Regions from separate parts of the Mus musculus genome. Here regions 1, 2 and 3 are each linked to region 4. A link is a contact called in public HiChIP or PLAC-seq and promoter capture Hi-C data. All regions are on one chromosome and are shown on one strand. Each heading gives the region's core, a stretch centred on a gene start, on an enhancer-like site or on the middle of the called end of the contact. The rest is flanking DNA. Distances are from core to core; before and after follow the strand shown. Region 1 overlaps Nrp1 (neuropilin 1). Region 2 holds the start of Map3k21 (mitogen-activated protein kinase kinase kinase 21). Region 3 holds the start of Nrp1 (neuropilin 1). Region 4 holds the start of Rbm34 (RNA binding motif protein 34).

Region 1 (2,946 bases), core at 412-2,911, 1.5 Mb before region 4:
TACTTAGCCAAAACTGGTCTGGAACTCTCAGGCTTCTCTTGCCTTAGCCTTCTGAGTGCTGAGATGACAAGTATGTGCCACCACACCTAACCTCATCACCATTTTAAGGGTATCACCCCATACTGATGGATTTATGTCCTGCTACTTTTGAGCCCTCCGGTATTGGACTTAATGTAATAATCATTGACTCTAGAGAGGTGTGTTCAGTAGATTTGGACAGATAGCAAATCTGTGGCAACTTCAAATGTGTGACCTTAGGAAGGGCTGACATACACAGTATGAAACAGGAAAGAAAAGATGCAACGTTAAACATTGGGAAGGGTGGGGGAGGGGAGACATTTCACAGCTGACTGTGATGTCCAAGTGTGTAGCAAAGATTCTATAGTAGGATTCTGCAAGTAGACAGGAAGAGGAAGGGAGTGGGGCACACAGGAAGAGCAGAATTGACCATGAAGATCTGTAAAGATGAAACAGTCAGCACCAAGTAGCCAGCTATGCTTCTCACACTAGCAGACACTGTTGGTCTTAAATGCGTGGACTCTGAAGGACACTAATTGGAAGGCAGTGGTCAGCAGCTGTGGAGATAATGTAGAATCTCCAGATCCATCCTCGTCCATGTCCGGACTTTGCTTTGCTTTCACCCACCTTCTATTCCAGGCCACAAGAATGGTACACTTAAGACAAACAGCAGGAATAGTAGAGAAGCCAGCACTGTTCAGGGAAGTTCTCCACAGTGCACCCCCGCTGTGTTCTGGAGGGTTCCTTTCCTGCATGTTGCTCTCTTTCCCCACAGATATTTAGGCTCACAGGTACTACGATCAGGTAATATGCTTCCCAAACCCAGGCAACTTCTCTTCTCTCACTGTCTCCTGATTATTTGAGAGTCCTTACTTTCTGAGTTTGTAGAATATCCTTAACTTTCGGAGTTTTAGAGTATATCTTTACTTTCTAGCTGTCATATTCTTGCCTGGAAGATGGATGTGTTTTCAGGTCTGAATTTGGAGGAATTCTGTGATGAGGGATGGTGGGGAGGGATATGGAGTGGGGGTAGGCACATGTGCCATTGAACATCAAATGGTTTTCTCAGCTCGTTGAGCACTTCCCACTGGGGGTATGACACACATCAACATCTGGAAAGTATCCAGTGGTATGTACACTATCTTCAGAAGTTCATCAGACTTTGGAGTTCTAGTGGCTGCTTCCTGAGCCAGTTTTCACAGCTCAGTGGACATAAGTGACTCAATAAGACACTGTTTCCAACATTGATATAAAATTCAAAGAGTCTAGATTCTCTCACCATATCTTATTTTTGAACAAAGAGCTATCAGGCAGAAACAAAGAAATCACCAGCTTTTCCTTGTAGGTGTGAGATAGGGAGCAGCGTTGGTCCTACTGCTGGGGACCCTGGAAGGCAGGGGTCCCCTGACTCCTTCCTTGCTCTTTCTGTTCAGGTATCTACAAGAATAAACACTTTACGGCCAAAGGCATTGTCTTCACAATAACAGGAAACACATTCCCCAGATACAGAGAGGCAAGGAAAGGCCCACATTTTACTGAGGATCACTGGAGGACGAAGCAGCATTTCTCAGCATTGTATAGTAAATCACACAGCTCGTAGCCTTTGAGCCATGAAATGCTTGCCGCTGCTTGCCATGACTGCGCACAACCGGCCATTGGTAATGTAATGTGGAAAACCTCATTTCCAAAATGAAAATCTGCCTTGCTCAATAAAATACGGCCCCGTGAGTGAGCATTGGCAAGGGAGCATTTATCAGCTTTTAATGCTCCCCTGGCAGGCCAGCACAACAGCCTGAGAAAATAAAGGACAAAGAACTGAGGTCTGATTAAAAACCGGAAAGTCTGCTTGTGAGGGGAAGACATGGCAGGTTTTCTTCAGAACATCTCTGATGACTCAAGGCTGTTTAATTCATCAGTTGATACTAAAGCTAAAGAAAATATTTTTAAGTAATTGTCTCATTTCCTTAGATAAAACACATGTTTTCTGACCTAGCCAGGCATGTAGACCTCAGCTATTCTAGGCTGAGTGGGCTGATTCACAGCATCTGACCATTGTCTGCTTGAAACTCAGGATCTCTGGCTTTTTATAGATGCTAATCAGAACACAACCACCTAAGGTTAATAACATAATCCTCTGATGGTTAATAACATAATTCTTTATCTATATTATTTTGTCACGATTATTGTCTTATTTAGAAAAATGCTGATAACTAAAATTGTTCTTTTTAATAGAAAATCTGCAATGCAGCCTCTGTGTTTAGGGTATTTAATTTAAGGGTAAAACTTAAATGTGTTACCTCCTTCAAACCACCTATCAAACAAGGAAAATTTTATGGATAAATAAACTGAGAAACAAACTGTCATATTCCCTGGTCCAGAGTCACCCTGTGTGGCTCAAGGCACCCCATGCTGGTCTTCAAGTTCGGTGGCAGCAAAAATATAATCCAACAGCTTTTTTTTTTTTTGGAAATTAAATATTTTGTGCAGTTATGGGAAATATGAGGCCATCTGTGACTACCTTGTTGATTACTTTAAACTGCACACAAGGCTACTGGAAGAGTTTACTTTGAATATTATTATATGGTGGAAGAATAAGCTGATAGTTATGGATTTTTTTTTAAAGTTCAAGACAAAGATCCAACATTCTCTGGTAATCTTAGACACGTGAATGAATCCTTCTGACCATAGTTAAGAGAAAACCAAGTTCCGGTTGCAGCTGGATCTGATTCCTTGACACTCTTCTAGTGTTAACCCACAAACCAGTAGAACCAACTTAAAAACAAAAATTTAATTGTGAGTTAGTCCTTGACTAGTAAGCAGTTCCACTTGGTTCTTTGTCAGGGTTCATGAGAAAGAGGCAAAAGGAATAGCAAAATCTTACCCAGTTGCCTACCAGAAATTAATATTGCTCCTCTGTCTTTTATCTTT
Region 2 (2,975 bases), core at 30-2,529, 1.1 Mb after region 4:
CACCAGGCTAAACATGCTCTGTTTAAGGCCAGGGCTGGTAAAGTCCCGTGCAAGCGTATTGGGAGACCTACACAGATTATATGTGTAGTGTCCGATAGGTCCGGAGAGTAAAAAAAAATTTATCTACAAGCTCCTGACCCTGTCTTTTAAAGGGGTGCTCACAGGTAATAACGCCAGGGTAAGTACGAACTTCCCTAAAGCAAGTTAACCAGAGCCTGTCTTCCCACTCTGTGTCAGAGCCAGACCCCTCTCTTGGCTCCTGGAACCTAATTCCCTTGGGGCTAGCCTCACTTACTGTTGCTGGACTTGAGGTCACGGTGCAGGATGGGCACCACCGCCTCCTCGTGCAGGTACAGCATGCCGCGGGCGATCTGCACCGCCCAGTTGACCAGAACCTGTGGGGGGATGCGGCGCGCGCGGCGGGGGCCGGGCGCTCGCGGATCCGATGCTGCCGCCGCCAGCGCGCGGTTGAGCGCGCCGCCACGCGCGAACTCCAGCACCAGGCAGAGGTGCGGCTGCCGCAGGCACACACCCCGCAGCTGGATGATGTTGGGGTGCCGCAGCATAGCGAAGAGCCGCGCCTCGCGCCGTACGCTCTCGGCCGCCGCCGCCGCGTCCTGCTCCGGGTCCCGGCGCGCCGCCTTCACCGCCACCTCCTGGCCCTGCCAGGTGGCGCGGTACACCTGACCGAAGCCGCCGGCGCCGATCAGCTCCTTGAGCTCCAGGCGCTCGAAGTCTACGTGCACAGGCGAGCAGGGTCTCGGCGGGGGCGGCGCCGGCGGCGGCACCGGGCCACAGGGCGCCACGTAGCTGGCCGGAAAGATGCCCAGGCGCCGCTGCACTTGGCCGGCCCACCAGCCCTCGTCTCCTGACACCGCGGCGTCCTGCGACAGTACCTCGACCAGCTGACCGCGCCTCAGGCTCAGCTCGTCCTCACCGCGCGCTTCGTAATCATAAAGCGCGGCCCACATCCCGGAGGAGGTACTCCCCGAGTCGTCCCGGGCCGGGGACAGCGGCGTGTCAGCCGTGCCCTCGGCTACAGGTAGAGCCATAGGGGCGATTGAGAGGTCGCTAGTGGACCAAGTGCGACAGCCACAACCTCAGCTTTCCGGGTCTCCAGCGACGCGTATCATCGGTCCGAGCTAACAGGGAAGGGTGCAGGGCTGGAGCAGGACTACAGAGGTTACGACCACTGCCCGGGGGCTCTGACCTCTGCTCTGCCTCCAGTTTGGCTAGTTCTTCCCCGCAGCCGCTAGCGCGGACAACCGGTGGCGGTGCTGGACCTGCTTAGACTTACGCGCGCTCCCCAGAAGTCGCCCCCACCCTCAGCCCCTCCTCCTTGGCCACTCCACCCTCCAGGTCCTTTCCCCTTGGCACTAGCTCTGGCCCCGCCGGGTTCGTTACCCCTGGGTTCCACCCTCCATTAGTCCCTCCCTAGTGCCAGTCCCGCCCTCCAGGTTCTTTAACCCCTAGAACTCTCTCTGAGTCTAACCTGAACCTGAGTCTCCTGTGCCCGACACGCCCCCAGCAAACCCATTCCGCCAGGTTGGCGTTTCTGCCCCTGTAATTTTGCTTTGCCGAGATTCGTCCTCCCTCCAAGTCTTCCTGGTTCCACCCCTGGTGCCCGCCCTTTCCCAAGTTCATTCTCTAAGTTCATTGGTGCTCCTGGATCCACACCTCTAGGTCCATTTACTTCGCGCTGGGGCAGTCTTCTTAGGCCCACTCTCTGCTCTGAGTTCATAAGGACCACCTTCTTTTGATCTCCTGGATCTGTCCCACCCGTTCCAAATCCATTACTCAAGGTCCCTTACTGACGATCCTCTAAACAGCCGGGTCCCCTCGACCGCCCTTCGGGGACCGCCTCCGCTTTCTAGGTCCATTCTGACCCCGCCCCCAGACTGTCAGCCTTTTCACCTCCACGCGTGACCTATTCTGAGCCCGCCCTCTGGCGTCTCCACTACACCTCAGGCGCCCTCTTGGCCTCGATGGCGGAGTAAGCCTGGGGCCACTTAAAGTTTTCCAGAAAGTTAAAGAGAGAGATCATGGTGCTCGAAGATGGTTGGACTCCTCAGTGAAAAGAGAGAGGAGATGGAGAGAAGAGGACCCTGGAGCTCTAGATGTAAAGTGACAGACCATCCCAGCAACAGATAGACGTTCGGATCCTGGAGCGCGGTTCCAGACAGAGGTCTAGTGTGCTTGATCTCACCGGACTGCAGGCATGGAAAGTCTCCAGGTTACAGACATAGGGAACCACAGTCTCATAACCCCGAAAGCTGGCGCGTTCCTGTGCCTACAGTGCTCCGATGTCAGGAATCCCCAGGTCCCGTCTAACCCTGTGTACCCTCAGACTCCGATGTAGACTACCTTGGAGGCACCTATGAGCTACAGGTTGCCAGGGTGACACAACTGATGAAGCTTTAAAAAGTAGAGAATACAGTTGCAAAATTGGTTCACGACACCAGAACACAACGTGTGCTAAGCCTGAGCGTCCTGGCCGGTGTAGGATGCTCCTAACACGAGAGCACATAAGGAGGTTTTGTTTTGCTTCGGCTCTTTGCCGTTTTGTTTGTTCGCAGTGTCTAAATTTGCTCATCTGTAAAACGGTAACCTCGCGTGGTAGCTGAGAAGAGCCTGGAGGGTGTTTGTTGAATAATAATTCACACCAATATTAATACTTTTTATTTTGAGGCAGAGTTTTGTCCGGCTGCCTATGCTGACCTTGTACATACTTTAGAACACAGGTTTGCCGGGAACTCAGAACAGTGAGCTCTCAGCCTCCTGAAGGCTGGGATTATGAGTGTGCGCCATCAGCCAAGCCTGGCACTCCCTGATAGAGCAAGCAGATGTCTGCCAGCACCCCTTTCATTAACATATTTTCTGGCTTTTCTATTCTTATAACTATTCTTATAATTGTTATTGTGTCTGTTTCGGAGTCTTCCAGGCTCTGCCCAAAAGCTACATAGTAGCCTACAAGG
Region 3 (2,906 bases), core at 72-2,571, 1.4 Mb before region 4:
TACTGTTCCGATCAGCCCTTGCCTAGCCTTCAGCACCTTTCCAGGGGACGTGGAACACATTTGTACCAGATCCCATTTTAAACACACTCTTTATGTTCCAAGGCACTGTTTATACCCAGGACTGCCTTTCATTTACTTAACAGTGAGTGGTTTTAAAAGCCAACTGGAAGCTGCAACAGGGTTACGAATTCTCAGACACGCTGGTACCTCACACTGAATAGATCCAAAGCCTTTATTGACAGTGCGACTTTCATTCATACTTCAGACTGATCACAGACGGTTTACAAAGGCAGCGGAGAGTTCCAGCGCCAAGACTGACCGCTATCTCTCTGTGTCGCCCACCAGAGGAAACCGAGCAGGGGTGTTTTGAGGAGAACCAGGAAGTCCTCCCGGTGAAGTGTTCATTAACTCTCAGCAGCCATCAGATTTTTGAAAGGGAGTCTCATTTAATTGCCTCTGGGAGGAAACATTATTAAGATAATTGGTGTGCTGATCTGGGAAGGTAGGCAGCTCTGTCTCGAAACAGAGGCAGGAGAAGCCAGCAACCAACTGGAGCAGGGGGCCGAGGGTTTGTGGTCCTCCTGCCCCAGACGCCCTGACTTCTCCGTTCCTTGCGCAGGCAAGTTTCCTGCGCCCGGCAGCCGTGCGCGCGTCCCGTGGCTGGGGCTGGAAGTCCCGTGGCTGGGGCTGGAACCCCTTCGCCCGAGGGGACTCGGCAGCCCCGGGCACTCTGGTTGCTCCCGTCTCCGGCTGTCACTTACCGCTGCGGAAAGCGCCCGCCAGGGCGAGGGCAAGGGCGAGCGTGGCGCACAGCAACGGCAGCCCCCTCTCCATCCTCCTTCGCCAAGCCAGTCCCCAGGCAGCCGCAGGAGAACACGATTGCGCGGACGAAAAACCAGCAAACGATAATCTTAACAATCCGAAACGCTCTTAAGTCCGCCTAAGAACCAGAAAATCCTCAGCGGGTCTTGGCGGGGAAGGCTAGCGGCGAGGCAATGCCTGAATTCGCGAGAAGCGCTTTTCTTTTTGTGTCTCAAGTCGCCTGCATCCTGTCATTTAGCTCCGATTTCCTCTCCCTTTTCCCACACTTGTTCCTCTTCCAGGAGCCACTGCCCGGGCCATGTCTCAGGAAGAAGAAGAAGGAGGAAAAAAAAGAGGGGAGGAGTTGCGAGGAGGAGGGGAGAGGGCGGGCGACACACCAAAGCCAATTTCTAGAGGGAAAGAAAAAAAAAATCCCGCTTGATTCTGGACGGGTTGGAGCCGAGGAGCTGGCGCCCAGAGGAGGTCCGGGTTGTCTGCGGGAAGGAGAGAGAGCAATGAAAAGATGAGCGGGAGAGCAAGGACTTTCTCCACTGGCACCCGCCTCTCTCTCCGACCTCCCCCTCCCTCCCAGAGCCCTTCCCTCCCTTCCTCCCGCCCCCTCCCCGCACAGCTCTGCCAGTGATTGCCTGGCTGGAGATTCAGAGACACAAGTTTCTCTCCGCGTGCTTTCCCGGTTGGTCCTCTGGGCTCCCCCCTCCACCCCACCTCCGGGTACCCTGCTGTGCTCTCCGCGGGAAGAAGGTCACTAGGGAGCAGGTTGTCTGCGCCCAGAGCGCAAGGTCACGTATGTGTGTCAGAAGGGGCAGTACAAGTGGTACCAGCCCCAGTGGCAGGCTAGTCTACCTTGACGAGATCTCTGCACCCCAGAACTGAACTAGGCTGCTCGTGTAGGCGAGGATCCTGGAGTCAAGGAGTTCCGAGAGACCGGGGTTAGCTGCTACTTCACGGAACTCCTAATCCCTAGGTACCGGCGCCCCCGGAGGCGTGGATCGCGCTGTCAGTCCCCGCTTTCACTTCCTGGGTGTCAGCCTGAGGTTTGGGGCAGGAAGCAGTCGGGCGCTCCAGGACGCTCCGAGTAGGACTTAGACTAAAAGAAGAACGCCTTGGTTGTTCTGCGAGACACGCTGTTGATCTTAGAGAACTGTGACCCAGTCTGCCACGTAAAGCATAGGCAGACTTTCTTAGAGCACGGACCCTGGCTGCAGCGGAACAAGGTCTCCTCGCCGTGCATAAAGGCGAGGATGGGTACCTGATACCCCCATCCCCACCCCTGACGCTTCAGGCTGCATTGTTCCCCGAGATTTGGTCCCCTCTTCTTTGGGGTTACATGAGCTCGGAGGATGGATGGTGGCGCGCCTTTCAGCTAGGGGGCAGCCGCCAACAGTCGCAGACCAGCCACGTAGAACTCCAAGAATCTGAATCAGGGGTCGAGGGACCCATTTCTGTGCACACCGAGGGAAGGATAAGACTGGCAACGACCCCTTGTGAGGGTGACAGGATGATCTTTGCAAGGGTCTCCTAGTGCCAGGTTTAGATTACAGGCAATTGTGTCTACTGATCCTCCAGCCTCATACGCCACCCACTTACGAGGTGCGTCCCTGGTGTCTGCCCAGTGCCTCCCCTCCCCCATGTAGTCCGGTTCCATCCTCGAGGGCTTTCCGAGAACTGCAGCAGGTGGCTTTGGTTTATGAATAGCAAGGACACCCAGGGACATAAACTGGTTGAGGCTTCTGATCAAGTACATATACCGGGCTCAATGACCTCCGAAGGAGCTGGTGGGTAAGGTGAAAAGGTCATACGCCTTCTGGGAAGTGGCATTTATAGACATACTGCCACCACAGAGACTGACTCCTACCTGGTACAAGGGGTTGCAAAGATTTGGGAATGCTGGCAAGGAGACTCTGGTCAAAGGTTTTGGCTGAAAAACTAGGGTCATTCAGGGAGAAAGATCGCTCAGGACACTGGTGCCCTAGGCCAGGACTCTGCGTTGGATGTCTGGGCTGGGCGCTGAATTGAGGCTTGTCCGTTGTGCGGATCTCCCTCCTGGGCTCCCGCGCAGGACCCACTGGCTCCAGAGTCCAGCC
Region 4 (3,180 bases), core at 18-2,517:
GGTAATGGAATGTCCCAGCCACCTGGCCTGAAGCAAGCACAATGGGTCAGCAGCAGTTTCCAGAGTTCCTCAGTAACAGTTCCCAGACCTCCCCAGCAAGTTTCCAGCCCCCACATCCCAGTAATGGAATGTCAGTATCCCTAGAGATAGACCCAACATATTAACATAGAGGTCACCTACCCCAGCATTCCCTAATGTGCTTTAAATCTGGCCTGCAAGCTCACTTGGGTGTCTCTCTATCTTGGTAACTGGGGAGATCCCAACATGCTGGACTTCCTGCAGGCAAAAGAGGCTACGACCGCATATCCCAGAATAGCCTCAAAATCATGGCCAAGCTCTACCTAGGCCCTAGAGAACAGGGATTACAAATATAAGCCACTATTAAAAAAAAATCTAAGTATGAATTTACTTAAAGAATGACGGGAGGTGGGGAGGGGGCTGGTGAGATGGCTCAGTGGATAAGAGCACTGACTGCTCTTCCTCAGAAGGTCTTGAGTTCAAATCCCAGGAACCACATGGTGGCTCACATCCATCCATAATGAGATCTGACACCCTCTTCTGGTGTGTCTGAAGACAGCTACAATGTACTTATGTATAATAATAAATAAATATAAAAATAAATGACAGGGCGGCTTTGAAGACGGAATAGTACAAGGATGTGACCAGTTAAACTGTGATCCCAAATACTTGTTTTCTGCCGACTTTGAAACGTCAAACTTCGGGAAAGGTGTACCCTTCCCCGACTGCTAAGACACATCCCTGTAGCCCCATTTCTCTTGGAAACCTCCTTCCTTAATGAGCTGTGGCCGACAGCCTTCCCTAAGCCTGGGGGGCGGGGGGGCTTGTTTTATTTGAGACGAGGTAGCTATGCTGGAGCCATGTGGTTTTAGCCGGTCCTGGAAATCGAGGTAATCCGGCTACTTCGAGCCCCAAATTCTGGGATTAAAGACCTAAGCCACTATGTCAGGTTTTAGCTGACCCTCGTACTAACACGAGGCCTCAGCTACTCGTGAGACTTGCTGCACTCCCTCAGCCTAGGTTTCCCTGAGACGCCTGCGGACTGCAAAACCATTAGTATTAAGCATAGCGCGGCTCCTGCGCAGCCACGGGCTGAATGGGGAGAGGGGGTGTGGTCCTGAGCGGAAGAGCTCAGCCTTAGAACGGAAGTAGTCGGAACCCGGAGGCTGCCGGAACCCGGAACCAGAGGGAACGCATGACTAGTCGGATCCCAGAAGCGCGGACCTAGGACTTCCATCCCGGAAGCTCAGTTTTCAGCATGGCTCTGGGAGGGGAGGAACGCAAGAGAAGGAAGGGCTCGGAGCGGAGGTGAGTGGCGGCGGGCGTTGGTGTGGATGGGTTGGCGGTGAGTGGCGCGGCGTGGCTGAAGAGTGCTCTTGTGTTTGCAGACAGAGCTCTGGAGACGGCGTGAGCTGTGCGGCCAGCGACTACCTGGTGGGACAGGTCGCCGACAGCTTGCGGGGCGGCCCGCGGCCTCCTGGAGGCGGGACGGGGCGGCTGGCCGCTCTCTTCAGCACCGCGGAGCCATCGGCTCCTCCTGTATTTGTGCCTGTGCCCCAGGTGAGTCGCCGGGCTGCACCCTGAGTATCCCGGTAGAGAGAGATGTAGAGGGTCACTCTCCTGACAGCAGTGACTGTCTGGTCCTTTGAGCAGGGCTAGCGCTTCACCCTCAGCCTATTTGATTGGCAGGGTCACCTGTAGACCGTGTAAGCCTCAAATTTCAGTTATGTATCCGAGGATGAACTAAACTCCTGATCCTTCTCCAGCCTTGAGTTCTGAGATTACAGAGTCGCTCCCACCATGTCCGACTTGACTTTTTTATTTTGAGACAGGATCACACTAGTTGCGCACGCTTAGAATACACGGTAACCCAGATTCTATATTCCTGCCTCACCTTTCCACTGAATGGCTGGTGCTGCAAGAATATTCTGCTTCTCTCCGTAACCCGTGAAGAAGTATCCATGTAGAAAGGCACATCGGAGTACTGCTCAGGGACTTGGAGACGGAGGGACTTTGCTATGTAGCTCTGGCTGGCCTGGCACAGTTCCTCCTGCCTCTATTCCTGAATACTGGAATTACAGATATAAGCCACAACACACAGCTTTAGGGTCAGGATTTTTTTTTTTTTTAAAGTTTGAGGTTTTAAATATGACTTCAAACTTTTGAAAGGAAACATCTAAAAAAAGAAAACTTGATGATGATGATGATGATGAAGAAGAGAGTGTGTCCCAAACTAAAAAGCCAGTTTTGCAAGAGCCTTCGAGAAAAGTGAAAGTGAAGAAACTCTCTGATGCAGACAAAAGACTGGCAAACAGGTTGGTAGAAATCTCCTTTTTGCTATATTAAATACCTCAGGCAGTTTTTTTTTTTTTTTTTTTAATGTTCATCTTAATTTTTTTCACTGCATATTCTGAAATTTAAAAAATACATTATACAAAGTCTCATACAGGGTTAAAAGATACAAGAAAGCCATTTATCCTAAGCGAACAGATACTGGTAGATCAGCTTTTTAGGTCTTTGTGTCCATCACTGCTTCTTGATTCTGAGCCAGCCTTGTTAGGACTTTAACCCCTTCTCTGTTTTCTGAGTTGGGATTTCTGAGTTAGTGTGTCTGTCAAATGTGAATTTGGTTTTCATAGGAACCAAATTTCCCTTACTAACTTAAAATTCCTTTTACATAATATTTGAGTTAGTATCCAAACAGATACACTACTTTTCTATTGAGTGTTCCTCATTCTTTCTTGGAGACTTCTTGCATCCCAGGTGGACCTTAAACTCACTCTGCAACCTAAGCTGTACTTCAGCTTCCACAAACCCTTGGCTCTCAATTCCTTCTCGCTGCTTCAAGCCTATTTTCTTTTCCCATTTTTACACTCTCCTCTTTCAGTAAAACCTTCAGTAGTTATTACGTTTGTTGTCTGCATGTGTGTCAGTGCATTCCTGTCAAGGTGGCCTGTGGAAGGACCAGCTCCTAGGAGTCCATTCGCTGTCTGGCTGCAGGACAGGTGCCTTTGCCTGCTGAGCCACTACACTAGTTCCCCACCACCCTCACACCCTCTGAGGACTGTGCGCTGCTTCCACTCGGTGACTGCTTTCTCGAAGCTTTACATTCCAAGCTTTCTGTTCCCTTCTCTGTTTTGTCTCTGAATTAAGATGAACACC

The links. Promoter capture Hi-C pulls out the DNA fragments that hold promoters and counts their contacts. HiChIP or PLAC-seq counts read pairs in DNA pulled down with a chosen protein or histone mark.
Region 1: an H3K4me3 HiChIP or PLAC-seq map of bone marrow-derived macrophages shows a contact between it and region 4, with 4 times the contacts expected there. The contact joins the enhancer-like site here to the promoter of Rbm34 in region 4. A contact is called at or near these places in 6 of 39 promoter capture datasets (the 3T3-L1 cell line, cranial neural crest, embryonic stem cells and 2 more) and 4 of 115 datasets of contacts at active chromatin or transcription factors (astrocytes, bone marrow-derived macrophages, extraembryonic endoderm stem cells and 1 more).
Region 2: a promoter capture Hi-C map of hippocampal neurons shows a contact between it and region 4, with 4 times the contacts expected there. The contact joins the promoter of Map3k21 here to the promoter of Rbm34 in region 4. A contact is called at or near these places in 1 of 39 promoter capture datasets (hippocampal neurons) and 1 of 115 datasets of contacts at active chromatin or transcription factors (forebrain).
Region 3: a contact with region 4 is called in a promoter capture Hi-C map of second pharyngeal arch cranial neural crest, with 10 times the contacts expected there. The contact joins the promoter of Nrp1 here to the promoter of Rbm34 in region 4. A contact is called at or near these places in 8 of 39 promoter capture datasets (the 3T3-L1 cell line, cranial neural crest, embryonic stem cells and 3 more), 3 of 15 datasets of contacts at CTCF or cohesin (the NIH/3T3 cell line, embryonic stem cells and stem cell-derived epiblast-like cells), 18 of 484 Hi-C or Micro-C datasets (the AML12 cell line, the G1E-ER4 cell line, the N1E-115 cell line and 12 more), 11 of 115 datasets of contacts at active chromatin or transcription factors (the NIH/3T3 cell line, astrocytes, embryonic forebrain and 6 more) and 3 of 9 other capture datasets (adipose tissue, embryonic stem cells and liver).

The regions. Positions count from the first base shown.
Region 1 is chr8:128,449,521-128,452,466 of GRCm38.p6, reverse strand. All of the region lies in intron 6 of Nrp1 (neuropilin 1), which reads right to left. Among named protein-coding and RNA genes, the nearest start is that of Gm32643, 42 kb to the left of the region's middle. Within about 2 kb of position 1,661, at least 40 of the 459 cell types and tissues checked have an H3K27ac peak or open chromatin away from gene starts, as enhancers often do. A contact at or near this core is called in bone marrow-derived macrophages and extraembryonic endoderm stem cells, where this site is marked.
Region 2 is chr8:125,908,754-125,911,728 of GRCm38.p6, reverse strand. Map3k21 (mitogen-activated protein kinase kinase kinase 21) reads right to left here and starts at 1,279. Exons shown (of 10, transcript NM_145608.2): 1 at 296-1,279. The coding sequence starts at 1,052.
Region 3 is chr8:128,357,488-128,360,393 of GRCm38.p6, reverse strand. It overlaps Nrp1 (neuropilin 1), which reads right to left and starts at 1,321. Exons shown (of 17, transcript NM_008737.2): 1 at 762-1,321. The coding sequence starts at 834. It overlaps A930035F09Rik (a long non-coding RNA gene), which reads left to right and starts at 2,157. Exons shown (of 3, transcript XR_879381.3): 1 at 2,157-2,906. It overlaps Mir1903 (microRNA 1903), which reads right to left and starts at 1,153; the gene lies at 1,074-1,153.
Region 4 is chr8:126,969,136-126,972,315 of GRCm38.p6, reverse strand. It overlaps Rbm34 (RNA binding motif protein 34), which reads left to right and starts at 1,267. Exons shown (of 11, transcript NM_172762.3): 1 at 1,267-1,326; 2 at 1,407-1,578; 3 at 2,188-2,333. The coding sequence starts at 1,277.